Regions from separate parts of the Mus musculus genome. Here all the other regions are linked to region 2. Evidence: chromatin contacts called from public ChIA-PET and HiChIP or PLAC-seq data. All regions are on one chromosome and are shown on one strand. The core of a region is the stretch at or near the end of the contact, and the rest is flanking DNA. Distances in the headings are between cores, read along the strand shown.

Region 1 (2,700 bases), core at 149-2,648, 480 kb before region 2:
ATTTCTAAGTCAGAGAAGCCACCTGACTTTGGCTGAAGCCACTTACATATCTCCTATGGTCTGGTGTCTATCTTGCACTTCTTGCTTTTTTGAGACAGGGTTTCTCTGTATAGCTCTGGCTGTCCTGGAACTCACTTTGTAGACCAGGGTGGCCTCGAACTCAGAAATCCGCCTGCCTCTGCCTCCCGAGTGCTGGGATTAAAGGCGCGTGTGCCACCACCCCTGGCTCTATCTTATACTTCTTGAAAGGGAAGAAATGCCTAGTGTTTTTCAACTTTCCATACAGCAAGTCTGTGGTCCTATCTGTAGACAGCCAAGGCTTGCAGCTGCCTTCAGTGCTGACCTGAAGTCCAGCGATCGTTGTCTGGAAAGTGGGCAAGGATTCCCCACCCCTTCAACTCCTCCTCTCCTGTCATGCTTTTACTTCCTCTATTTCTCCCCTTCTCCTCCCACCTTCCATTTCCTCCTTCTCCCCTTCCCATCCCCCTCCTCTCCTCTTCCTTCCTTTCCTACTTCCCTCCCCCTCCCTAACCCTTCCCCCACCTCCCTTTACCTTCCCTACTTCCTCCTCCTCCCTCTTCTCTCCTCCTCCCCCCTGCCTGAAGTTTTTCACTTGGTAACTGGCCAGGCCCTTCCCAGTTTCCAAGTAATGAGGCATGCATAAAAGTCTTTGAGGTGGTTTTTGTTCTGTAGGGTCACTCCTACAGAGTCCCTCTCTCCCTCTCTGGGGACGGGCTATAATATCATGGTGCTTGGCCCAGGCACAGTGAGTTTGCTGTTTACTCCACAGGTCCTCTAGAGGACAGCCTGGAGTGGATTGCTACCTGTTGTCACCCACATGGTTCTGCCCCTCCTTGAGCAGTGAGACTGCCTGCTTTCAGACAGTTCCCTCTATGCAGGCGAGAGTCTCAGGAAAGCCTGTGTTCTTGTTCTGTACCCTGGCTAGGTGATTCAGGGCTGACAGAATCCAATATGGCTTGCCTTCCTTCCATGGCTCAGCGGGGGAGCTGTAGTCTACACACCACATCTGGGTCCTAGAATTGCTTTAGCCAGATGGGCGTGGTTATTCTTTGTGAGAACCTGAAGGCCAGGGATGTGTACAAAACCACACAGGAAATTTGGTGTCTTTGAGTCAGACCAGATTGAACACCTGGCTACCAATGACTGGCAGCACTAGCTTCATAGTTCAGGAGCCCTGCCTGGTACTCTCACAAAGCTCTCTGATCCCAGGAAGGCTGGGATTCACTGAGCACCCAGACAAGTTGTGGGTTCACCTTCTAGGGTTCTGTATGCAGTACACAGTGGAGGTTTCCAGAGAAACCATAAAACCCAGATCCTCCCAGCCAAGTAGAAAGCAGGAAATGGCGAGTGACCCTCAAGTGACCTAGTCCCTGGGAAGACGATAGACAAAAGACAGGCCCAGGCAGCAAAGGCAACATGGTTTGCCTGTGTTTCTCTGAGCAGACAGATACAATGGCCATCTTTCTGGGGGGACTCTGTGGAAGGGAATCAGTGGTACAGCTGTGGAACTTGGTCTCTCAGGTGACACTGGAGAACAGGAAGTCTTCATGTACACAGAGCTGGCCTCTCGCCTTTGCTGGATTGCAGAATGTCCTCTCCTGAGCAAGTAGTAGTGGCAGGCGGCAGTTGAGATGGGTGTGGCACCATCCCAGAGACTTCGTACTGGGGTTGTGTGGCCTGGGAGGTCACCTTGCTTTGGGGCTGTTTCCCCACATGTGGATAGGGTCTGGGCCTCTATCTCAGGGATGCTAACAGGTCATGTGATCATGCGTTTGGGCTCCTCATCTTGCTATGTATGACCATTTAAAGGCCCCCAAGGCTACCCTCTCACTGCCCAACACCTCTGTGTCTCTGGCATTGGAGGGAGTTATTTCTAAGTGGACATATGAACTAGTCATCTCCTTGTAAATGTTGAGAATATTCTGGAAATAAGGTCTGTAGAGAGGCAGTTCTCCAGAGCTTAGAGGAGATAAGCTATGGCAACCATATAAGCTGATCTGGAGTAGGGCTGAGACACGCTTGCCTCTAACTCTGTCCAGATAGCTTCCATGACACTCACTGAGTAGGAGAGGCCCAGATGGGAGTCCATATTTCCATGTGTGCACATGTGTGTTGGGTGGGCAGTGTGGCAGTCCACAAATACTAAATGGCTATTTCTATGTGGCCCCTGCTCCCAAGTCCGGCTTCTAGGGCTCAGGAAGTTGGAGTGTTAGACTATCACAGGATGCATGGGTGGATGCATGTCTGGATCAGTGGGTGTGTTGGTTGATTGGATGTGGTGTTCCTGTGAAGAGGAAAAGATGGACAAGGGTATGGGTGTGTATGTCAGGGGCAGGGGTGTCATGTCAGGGTTACTATCTTTCTTGTACCCCTCCCCTGACATTTACACTTGCCTGGGAGTGAGTGCCTGGGGGAGAGCTCTGGGTTTCTAGAAAGGCTGTTCCTGGTGACCAAAAGCAGTGAGCAGCCTCTCAGGCTCTCACTGTGATCTGCAGGCAGCTGTTGTATCCCACCATGTCCTCAGAAAACCCTTTCCATGAGAGAGAAATATGAGTTTCTAGGGCACCAGTGGACCAGTCTCACAAGAGAACTCTGGGCGTGGGTGGCCTGGCAGGTGAGAGCCTAGCAGGCCAAAGACCAGGGTAGTGCAATAGTAACAGCAAGCTGAGAGGTAAAATG
Region 2 (2,932 bases), core at 396-2,895:
TAGTAGTCTAGGTGGACTTACAAAAGCTGCTGTGGGTGAAGCAGATAGAAACTAGGCATGCCAGTTGAGTGGAATGCTAGAATACAAAGGTAGGTACCACTGTCACTAGGCACATGCTAAGCAGTCTTGTCATCTGGGTACTCAGGTGATCAGAATCCAGCAAGGCCACAGTAACCACAGAGCACCACAGGATGCCTGAGAGATCTTGGAGACAGGTAACTGAGAAGTCAGAGCTCACATCTAATTTCTGGCTTCATCACAGAGACTAAAACCTACACTAAGCATTCTGCCTTTGAAGGCTTGCTTCTCACCTTCCAGGATATGGGCCAAGGCCTTTGCTCTTTCTAGAACCCACTTGCTAAAAAGATGAGAAAAGACACTGCTCTTCAGCGATCTGCCAAGGCCCAGGTCTACCCTGGGGTGACGTAAGTGACTGCTTTCTGAGGGAATCTCCCAATTGGCAATAAAGTAGATTGCCAATGATGCTCTGACAGTGATGCTCTGACTGGACAGGTCTCTGTGGTGACTGCTGACCACACTGGAGATTAAAGCCTTCATAAATCCCCAAGCTCTTTCATGTATGCGTACACGGAGTCCCTGCTTCCTCTGCCCTACTTCCCTAAGTACCAACCTCATGTGCCCTTCCGCCCACCTGCTTGGGCAGAAGACCAAAACAATCTTTGGGCCTTTGCCTTACCCCCAAAGTCCAGCCAGGGCAGGAGGGGGAGTGGTGAGGTCTCATCCAGGTACCAACTAGAGTCAGGCTATTTGAAACAGGACCATCTCTCCTATTGCTGAGTATCCAAGGAAACTTTAGCCTTAACCCAATCAAAAAATTGAAGCTGAGGAAGGGAGGCACTTACAAGACAGGAGTCAGGTCCCACCAAGGAGTACTCTAGCTTCAGGGAGTCATGGCAGCCACCCCCAGGTCCTGGCCTGCCACTGTCCATTGAGACGCTGGCCATCCCCAGAGCTTTGGTTTTGCACTGCCCACTTGGGCCACGGCTGTCCCCACAGGCTTACCGGAGAACGTTTTATCCCAGAGCCCTGGACTGGATACTACTCACCTGAGGATCCATCTCTGCCCACTCCAGTCACTGCCTAATCCAGATCTCTAGCTTGTCACTGCCCACCTGGGCATGCACTGTTCCTAGAGCCCTGACCTAGCCACTGCCCAACCCAATAGCCTCCACTCTAGAGCCCTGGCTGGTCACTTCCCGCCCAGGGATCCTCTGCCGAACAGCCTTTGCCTGCCACTGCCCATTTAAGCCTTTACTATCTTCGGATCACTGGTCTGGGCACTGCCCACTTAGTCCATGGTTGTCCCCACAGACCCGACCTGAGCACTGAGTCCCTGGGTCTTGCTGCCCCCAACCCCTGGCTCGCTTGGCATTACCCACTCGTTCCACCGCTGTCGCCACAGCACTGGCCTGGGCACTGCCTCCTTGGACCATGCTGCCCACACAGCCCCAGCCCGGTACTGCCTACTCGGGCCATGCTTGTACCCAGAGCTCCACAGTCATCCCGCAAACCTCACCCTGCTCCGCGGAGGAACCTGCCATCACTGGGAATCAAGACCCGCGGCCGCCGCCACAGACGCCTTCCAGAATCTGATGCAACCGCGGCGCCGGAAGTCCCGCCCCACCAGTCGTCTTCCGGGCATGTCCAGTAGCTAGGCAACTGCAAACTGACGCCGACGTGGGGCATGATGGGAGAATACTATGGTTTACGCTGGCGCGGAACTTAATAGACACCAAAGGGCTAAGACAGTGAGAAGCGCAAACCCGGGCTGCTGAAGAGGGCTGGGAGGGGCGGGACGAAATGGGGGAGTGGGAGGGGCGAGGAGCTGGGTAGAGGGGCGGGGCAAAACGAGTAGAGATTAAAGAGATGCAAGGGAAAGGGTGGGGCAAGGGACTCAGCGACTGGAGGAGAGGGGCGAGGAAGACGCCTTTTTCTGAGACACTCTCCAAAAGGCCACACAAGCCTGGAAACAGGTGGTTCCTGTTACACTCTCTCCTGAATCCTTTTATTTCCTGTGTGTTCCTTAATTCCTGATGTCGCCTCCCAAGACACACCATCAGAGGGAGGTTTATGAGAAGAAATGGAAAGTATTATTTTAGAAACATAGCCAGGTATATAGCGAGACCCTGTCTCACAATTTTTTTTTTTTTTTAAAAGCTCCGTTTTGAGGTTGGAAGATGGTTCGGTGGTCAAGAGCACGGCTGCTCTTCTGGAGGACACCGGTTTGATTTCTAGCACTCACAACTGCTCACAACCGGTTGTAACTTCAGTTCCATGGGATCCTAACCCTCTTTTGATCCTTGTGGGCTTTGCATGCCTGTGGTGAAAAAGACATGTGTTGTGTGTGTGTGCAGGGAAATAAATAAATACAATTATATATTCTGGTATATATATATTCTGGCAACCATGGTCTTAATTCCTGGAAACTCAGGAGGGAGAAGCAGGCAGTTCTCAGTGAGTTCCAAGTCAGCCATGGCTCCATAAGAGACTCTGTCTCAACATAAATAAATAATTAATTAAAAAATAATTGATACTTGGTAATATGTATTGTTTGGTTATGTACCCTTGGGACAAGGGACTGAGGTGCAAATTTTATATTTCAAAGCAAACCTGGCCTCCAGGTTCTCTCAGCATCCCTCAGTCCCTACCTGGCATACCCTTGCTGTAACCCTGAACTTTCCAGCCCAGGGGCTGGACTGCCCTTCCCCCAGAGGCTCTTCCCTATATAAACCAGATGTTTTGGTCTTCCTCATCGCTCCTCCTGTCTTCTCTATGTTCACACCCTTTCTCTTTCTCTCTCCTCCCCCACCATGGTGACTTCCTTGGCCTCAGTCCTTGGGGCCAGTGAACTTTCGCCTGAGAGCAGCTTCCTAATAAACCTGCCTATATGTACTCTAATCAGGCTTGAATT
Region 3 (2,700 bases), core at 129-2,628, 300 kb before region 2:
ACACATACACACACCCAACTCGGATCCAAGAGCTAGATCACAACTCGGTTCAAAACTCCGAATAAGCAGCCTTCCCCAGCCTCAGTTCCACGATACCCTTCCCCCACCATGCGCGAACATTCCGAACGGAGCCCCTCACTCTCAGCATTAAAACAGCTACCACATAACAACACGTACTCCACTCACTACCTTGGTGCTGGCCACACCGGGCTACAAAGCTCAGGGGTCTCCAGACCCGATTCGGTTTCAGCTCCAGTGCGTTCTGACTCGGCCCGGGGTTTAGAATCCGAAGGCCTGAGCCGGTGTCCTAGGCCACTCACCTTGGGACTCGACCGACCTCGGGGCTCAAAGGGCCTCAAGACCACCCCTGCTTCTGTAAGCCTGGGCCACAAAGATGGGGACGTGGACGCAAAATACGAGAACTGAGCCACGGCCGTGAAACGAGGACCGGCCGTGAAACGAGGACCGAGCCGTAACTGCAAAACGAATACGGAGCCACTGCGGCAAAACGAAGATGGAGCCCAGCCGCGAAAGCGCGGCACGAATCACCTCTGCTTCTGGCCGTGAGTGCTTGCCGCGAGGAGGGGGAGGCTATGATGAGCGCGGCCACGCGGACTTGCGACTTGTGCCGTGCTGACTCAGAGAAGAAACCCGCGCTGAGAAAAAAACCATACCTAGGAGAACCATGCCGAGAAAAAGAAGCGCTGGGAACCAAGCTGAACAGAAAAGCTCTCCAAGTAGAATCACACAGAGGGAAAAGAAGCGTGTTGAAGAAAAACTGAGAGAACCCAGCAGGCTAAAAAAAAATGCTGAGAAGCCAAGTGGATCGCGCCAAGGCAGCCGACCGCGCTGGAGTGATCCGTGCTGAAACGATCCACACGGAAGTGACCCAATTGCTGAGGCAGATCGGACCATATCGCCGACCACCATGACGAAACAAGATAAGACCTCACCATGGAGGTCTAGGCTCAGGACAAACACTGAGGAGGATCGCGTTGAGCAAAGCACACTGAGGATGGCTAGTCGGGACTGAGGTGTAGTGCTCAAGTGATCCGAGCAGAGGCAGCTCCAAAAGAACTGTGGACAAATATGCTGAGGCTGGTGGCTGGCTGATATGACCTCACCGTGAAAAACCATGCAGAGGACGATCACACGGATGAAAACCACGCTGCTGAGACGAGCCACGCTGGGAAGGACCATGCAGAGAAAAGCACACTAAGGTGTACTAGACCGTAACCACGCCGAGGAGAAGCCCACCGAAGTAATCCAAAATGAGGCCGACCACACCGGGCCTGACTGGACCAAAATGCACCATCATAGACCACGCGGAGGGGCGCCGCAAGGAAAGCTGCGCAGACGTGCTGAGGCAACTGTTCCTCCTAGCGACAACGGCTAGGCCACCTACCAAGACCTTGGTGACGTGGCAGCCACGACACTGTTGATTGGACAGATGCTGAATAATGACTAGGGAGCTCTTCCTCATGATAGGCTGGATACAGATAGCTCTGTGCTGACTATTTTTATTGGCCAAGAGGAAACAGCCTGATGTCTCCAGCATTTGGATTGGGTGAGCTTGTACAGGATTGTACGACCTAGCCTGCTGGGTCCACCACCCCTTAAGGCCTACCTTCCTCATCCCTTCCTAGCTGAACCTGGGGTTCTTAACTCTGAATAAGTGTGAGACCAACCTCAATGCAGTACAGGGCAGATACCTGAGGCAGCCAATGTACCTAAACGGTTTCATGGCCAAAGATGAGTATGCCCCTGGCTCTGGCCTGACCTTGGGATGCAAAAAAGCAATCCACCCTCTCAGCTGTCCCATGGAATCCTACTGTGCAGGCCAGGGTGTGGTCATCTAAAGCACACAAGGAGGCCACCCTGCTTGTTTTTTTTTTTTTAATCACCAAGTAAGGAAAGTCTTGGGGCTATCTTACTTATGAAAAGGAGGGGGCCCTGGGTCTGCCCATGTTATAAAACTAGGTAATGATAGTCCTGAGGTTAGACCCCAGCCACTCGACCCATCCTCCAGATTCTCTTGGTTCCTGGCCCTGTCACTGGAGTGTTCAGGATCGTTTCCACTCTGTCCACTTACTTATCCATGCATTTATTTGACTAACACTGTCTACGCACCACCCTGTATCTAGCATTGACCTAAAGCCTGGAGAAACTTGACAAAATGCCAGATTTGGGGGACAATCCACTTGCCCAGGATTCATAAGCAAGCCTGGGGCGAGGGGGGGGAATGCAGATTTCTGTGCAAACTATAGTTTTAGCATGTGGAACTCTGGGTATATTCTCCAAACCACCCCTACCCAGAATTGACTTCAAACAGGATTTAGGGGAAGGGGAGGGAGAGCCAGTCCTGTGAACAGGCCAGGGTGTGGTCATCTAAAGCACGCAAGGAAGCCATACATCTTAACTGCTTTTGCTGAAAATATATGTCTACAAAAACAGCCAGGAAGCTCTCTTGCCAAAGATGACTGAGTATATGTGGGGGAAGGAGGGGAAGGCACGGTTTTTAGGTTTGGGTTTTTTTTCTTTTTCTTTTTCTTTTCTGTTCTTTTTCTCTTTTTTTCTCCTGTTGTTATTTAGCTGGAGAAAAGAGAAACTGGTGTCATCCTCTAGCAACAGACAGTTCCTTTTTACCCTCAGAAGCTACTCCTAGCTTGGTACCCCACCTCCTACCAGGCCACACATCTG
Region 4 (2,889 bases), core at 102-2,601, 510 kb before region 2:
GTGGGGGGAGCTACATGACCCTGATCATTATCCTATGCCTGAATTCTGAAAGACAAAAAACAGATTCTTAATCCCAAGGCAGTGGAGACCTTGGAGGCTCTTACTAGCTGAGACGGTCACAGAAAGAGCCTGAAATAAATGTACTTCTCCGCCCCTAAGATAGGAAGAGCCCAGAGCACGACAGATCTGGCACCCAAATCCTGGGGTCCTGAACGTACTTGTCCCTAAACTCTCTGTGCCAGCTTACAGTGATATGTGGGTAAAACTAAGAAGGTCACTGCATGCATGAATTAGCATGGCACCCCTCATCCCCTTGGTGAAGAGACCTGACATTGCTGACAGAGCAGGACGTAGATACAACTATGAGGAGCTGGGTCCCCACCCCTACACCCCTCCCTCCTGCAGCCCCTGAGCTTGGGCTGAGTTTCCAAGGTGCTGCGGCTGATGTAATCTCCAAGTCTGAGGCTCACAGTTTGGATTGCCCTCCACCCAGACCCTCCCGAACAATGGGTAGCCCTTTCCCTTGCTCATGGCAGACTTGTCCTCATGATGCCATCCCTGATGGAGAACATGAGGTAGAAATGTGGCTAGAACATAGCTCCTGCTTGCCCTTCCTACCTTCTCAGCAGAGGACTGAGCGACTTTCTGGCCCCACTCCTATGCAAGCTGACCCTGGTGTGAGCTTACCTGCCCGTTCCTTCCAGATTCCTGGCATGTAGCTGCTGGTGCTGAGTGTTAGAGGCACTTACCTACTGCAGGCTGTGTTCCTCCCTCGATCCACCCACATGCCACACCCAGCACCTGGCAGCCAATGATGTCTTAGAAAGCTGGGCATGAGTGAACCTAGGGTACCACCCATCCACCAAGGGCTAGATTGGTGCCACTGGTCTGAGAGCACATCCAGGCTGGCCAAGAGCCCACTGTTACATGAAGAGGGGTTACATGAAACATGGGTCCTTTCCTCCCTGGGCTCTGCCTGGCACAGACGATGAGTACGGCCTGGGTGTCTGTACTCTAACATGAGATCAGAGGTCAGATGGGAATTCTGCTTCATTTCTCACCAAGCCTCAGTTTCTCTAGTTGAGGAAACAAGAACTGCCTTAAGGACACATGATCCATGAAAGGGTGTCTGACAAGTGGTCCCAATGATGATAGGCAAGCAGATGAACTGTCTCCTGAGGTCCCAGAAGGTCTGGAGATGTCTGCCCTGATCTGTGGTGTGCCACACTCCTGGAGAATCCTATGGTGTGAGTGAGCTGAGTACTAGCTACTTACCAGTCAGGCAGTCAGTGCCTTGGACTGCATGAGGACTGCCTCCAAATTGAGGCTCAGGGCTGTTGCTCGTGATGCTTCTCATGGCTGTGACACTGGCTTTTTTCCTGTTGATCTATCCAGCTCCTTCAACACGAAGTCCCGGTTTCTCTTCCTGTAGACCGAGATACTCATGCCAAGCTTCCAGGCGGTTGTGAATAACTGGGGAAGACCCTCATGACAGCTCTTGACAGTGTTTCTGTGAGCCCTTCCCCCAGAGACCACAGGATCTGGCTTTCATTACTTTGCCATGAACCCCAGGGGTAGGAGGATAGGGGTTGGGCAGCAGCCAAGGACCCAACATTAGCCACCAGAGGGCGCCAAGATCACAGGCAAAAACAGGACCTGGGTGGGGCAGGGAGAGGGGTCTCCCTCTGGCTTTGTCCTAAGCAAGAGGGCCACAGTTACATCACCATCTGAGCTAGCATGTCCCCTAGCATACCTGTCATGTTACCTTGACATAAGCCATGCCCATTTGATGCCCTTCTAAAATTACAAGCTGGGCTGGGGGCTCAGACCAGCTCTAGCCACTTGAGCCCTGAAGAGCAGGGACTATAAGCCTTGAGTGCTTGAGAGCTGTGGGGTACAGCTCTGGAGGAGGGTACATAGCGGGGGCCTAGGTGGAATGGCCGGATCTCAGTATAGAACAAGGCCAGAGTTCACTGGATTCTAGAAATCTAGCCTAAGTTCATGTCCACCAAGCAATCCAAAGCCTAGCCTTCCTATGTCTGAGGACTAGGTGGAGAATAGGAGTGCTTCCAGAACCCTTCCTTCATCTGCTGCTGCCCCTTTACCTCCATCTTTTGGACACTCGAAGGACTGCACCAAATATTCCCTAACCGTTCTAGGCCAATACCATATTATGGTTCTCCTTACCCACAACCTTTCATGGACCCCTGTGATCCTAATAATCAAACCCAGAAAGGCCCTGACACTTTTTCTTTTGCTCCCTTGGGGCACCACTCCTTGGAGCATCTCCTGCAGGCTTGTCACCACAGGCTCCCATGTCTTTCAAGGACCCCTTCACCCAGGCCCACACCCACACAGGGCACATCCCCTATAGCTCACTTCCCAGGCACCCCAGCAGCGTTGCTCAGTGCTGCTTTGTCATCTGAAATGACCTTTGCTTCCTCATTTGCCCATCAACAGCCACTTCCCCCATAGTTCTGCTGGACCCTGGGCAGCCCCAGCCAACCCCAAGTGCAGAATATGAAAGTATACAGAACATGTGCCCAAAGGCAGTTGTGTGCCTGAGCATGTGCATAGTCATGAGCCATATGAAGGCATAAGTGGGGTCTGGGGAGATAGCCATTTAGTGGGAAGCAGCTTCCAAACCATTCCAGGCCCTGGGCAGATAGACATTGGGCAAGGCTCAATTGCCCGTATGCTCTCATTACGAGCACTGTGATGAGGGGACAGAGAATCAAGGTGCCATGGAGGGATACCTAAATTGCCCTCAACAGCTGCTTCCCTACATTGATCACCATGGCTTGGCTGGTAGCTGTGTCTGTCTCTCTTGTGGTTGCTCTGACTGGTGCCAGGAAGATATTTCCTCTTGGGCAAGGCTGTGTTCCAGAG

What was found. ChIA-PET counts read pairs in DNA pulled down with a chosen protein or histone mark. HiChIP or PLAC-seq counts read pairs in DNA pulled down with a chosen protein or histone mark.
Region 1: an H3K4me3 HiChIP or PLAC-seq map of embryonic stem cells shows a contact between it and region 2, with 5 times the contacts expected there. The contact joins the enhancer-like site here to the promoter of Cars in region 2. A contact is called at or near these places in 6 of 115 datasets of contacts at active chromatin or transcription factors (the 230-238 cell line, embryonic stem cells and stem cell-derived neural progenitor cells) and 4 of 9 other capture datasets (adipose tissue, embryonic stem cells, embryonic tail and 1 more).
Region 3: a contact with region 2 is called in an RNA polymerase II ChIA-PET map of memory CD8 T cells, with 8 read pairs. The contact joins the promoter of Kcnq1ot1 here to the promoter of Cars in region 2. A contact is called at or near these places in 1 of 484 Hi-C or Micro-C datasets (embryonic stem cells) and 2 of 115 datasets of contacts at active chromatin or transcription factors (embryonic stem cells and memory CD8 T cells).
Region 4: a contact with region 2 is called in an H3K4me3 HiChIP or PLAC-seq map of embryonic limb bud, with 4 times the contacts expected there. The contact joins the promoter of Trpm5 here to the promoter of Cars in region 2. A contact is called at or near these places in 1 of 39 promoter capture datasets (hippocampal neurons), 3 of 115 datasets of contacts at active chromatin or transcription factors (embryonic limb bud, microglia and pancreatic cancer cells) and 1 of 9 other capture datasets (adipose tissue).

What each region holds. Positions count from the first base shown.
Region 1 is chr7:143,119,008-143,121,707 of GRCm38.p6, forward strand. All of the region lies in intron 1 of Kcnq1 (potassium voltage-gated channel, subfamily Q, member 1), which reads left to right. Among named protein-coding and RNA genes, the nearest start is that of Kcnq1, 13 kb to the left of the region's middle. Within about 2 kb of position 1,399, at least 49 of the 459 cell types and tissues checked have an H3K27ac peak or open chromatin away from gene starts, as enhancers often do. A contact at or near this core is called in embryonic stem cells, where this site is marked.
Region 2 is chr7:143,598,445-143,601,376 of GRCm38.p6, forward strand. It overlaps Cars (cysteinyl-tRNA synthetase), which reads right to left and starts at 1,646. Exons shown (of 23, transcript NM_013742.5): 1 at 1,538-1,646. The coding sequence starts at 1,562. Gm15579 (a long non-coding RNA gene) reads left to right here and starts at 1,660. Exons shown (of 2, transcript XR_870064.3): 1 at 1,660-1,769; 2 at 2,179-2,414.
Region 3 is chr7:143,295,169-143,297,868 of GRCm38.p6, forward strand. It overlaps Kcnq1ot1 (KCNQ1 overlapping transcript 1), which reads right to left and starts at 1,379. Exons shown (of 1, transcript NR_001461.5): 1 at 1-1,379. The region is part of intron 11 of Kcnq1 (potassium voltage-gated channel, subfamily Q, member 1); the gene reads left to right.
Region 4 is chr7:143,093,291-143,096,179 of GRCm38.p6, forward strand. Trpm5 (transient receptor potential cation channel, subfamily M, member 5) reads right to left here and starts at 1,352. Exons shown (of 25, transcript NM_020277.2): 1 at 1,276-1,352.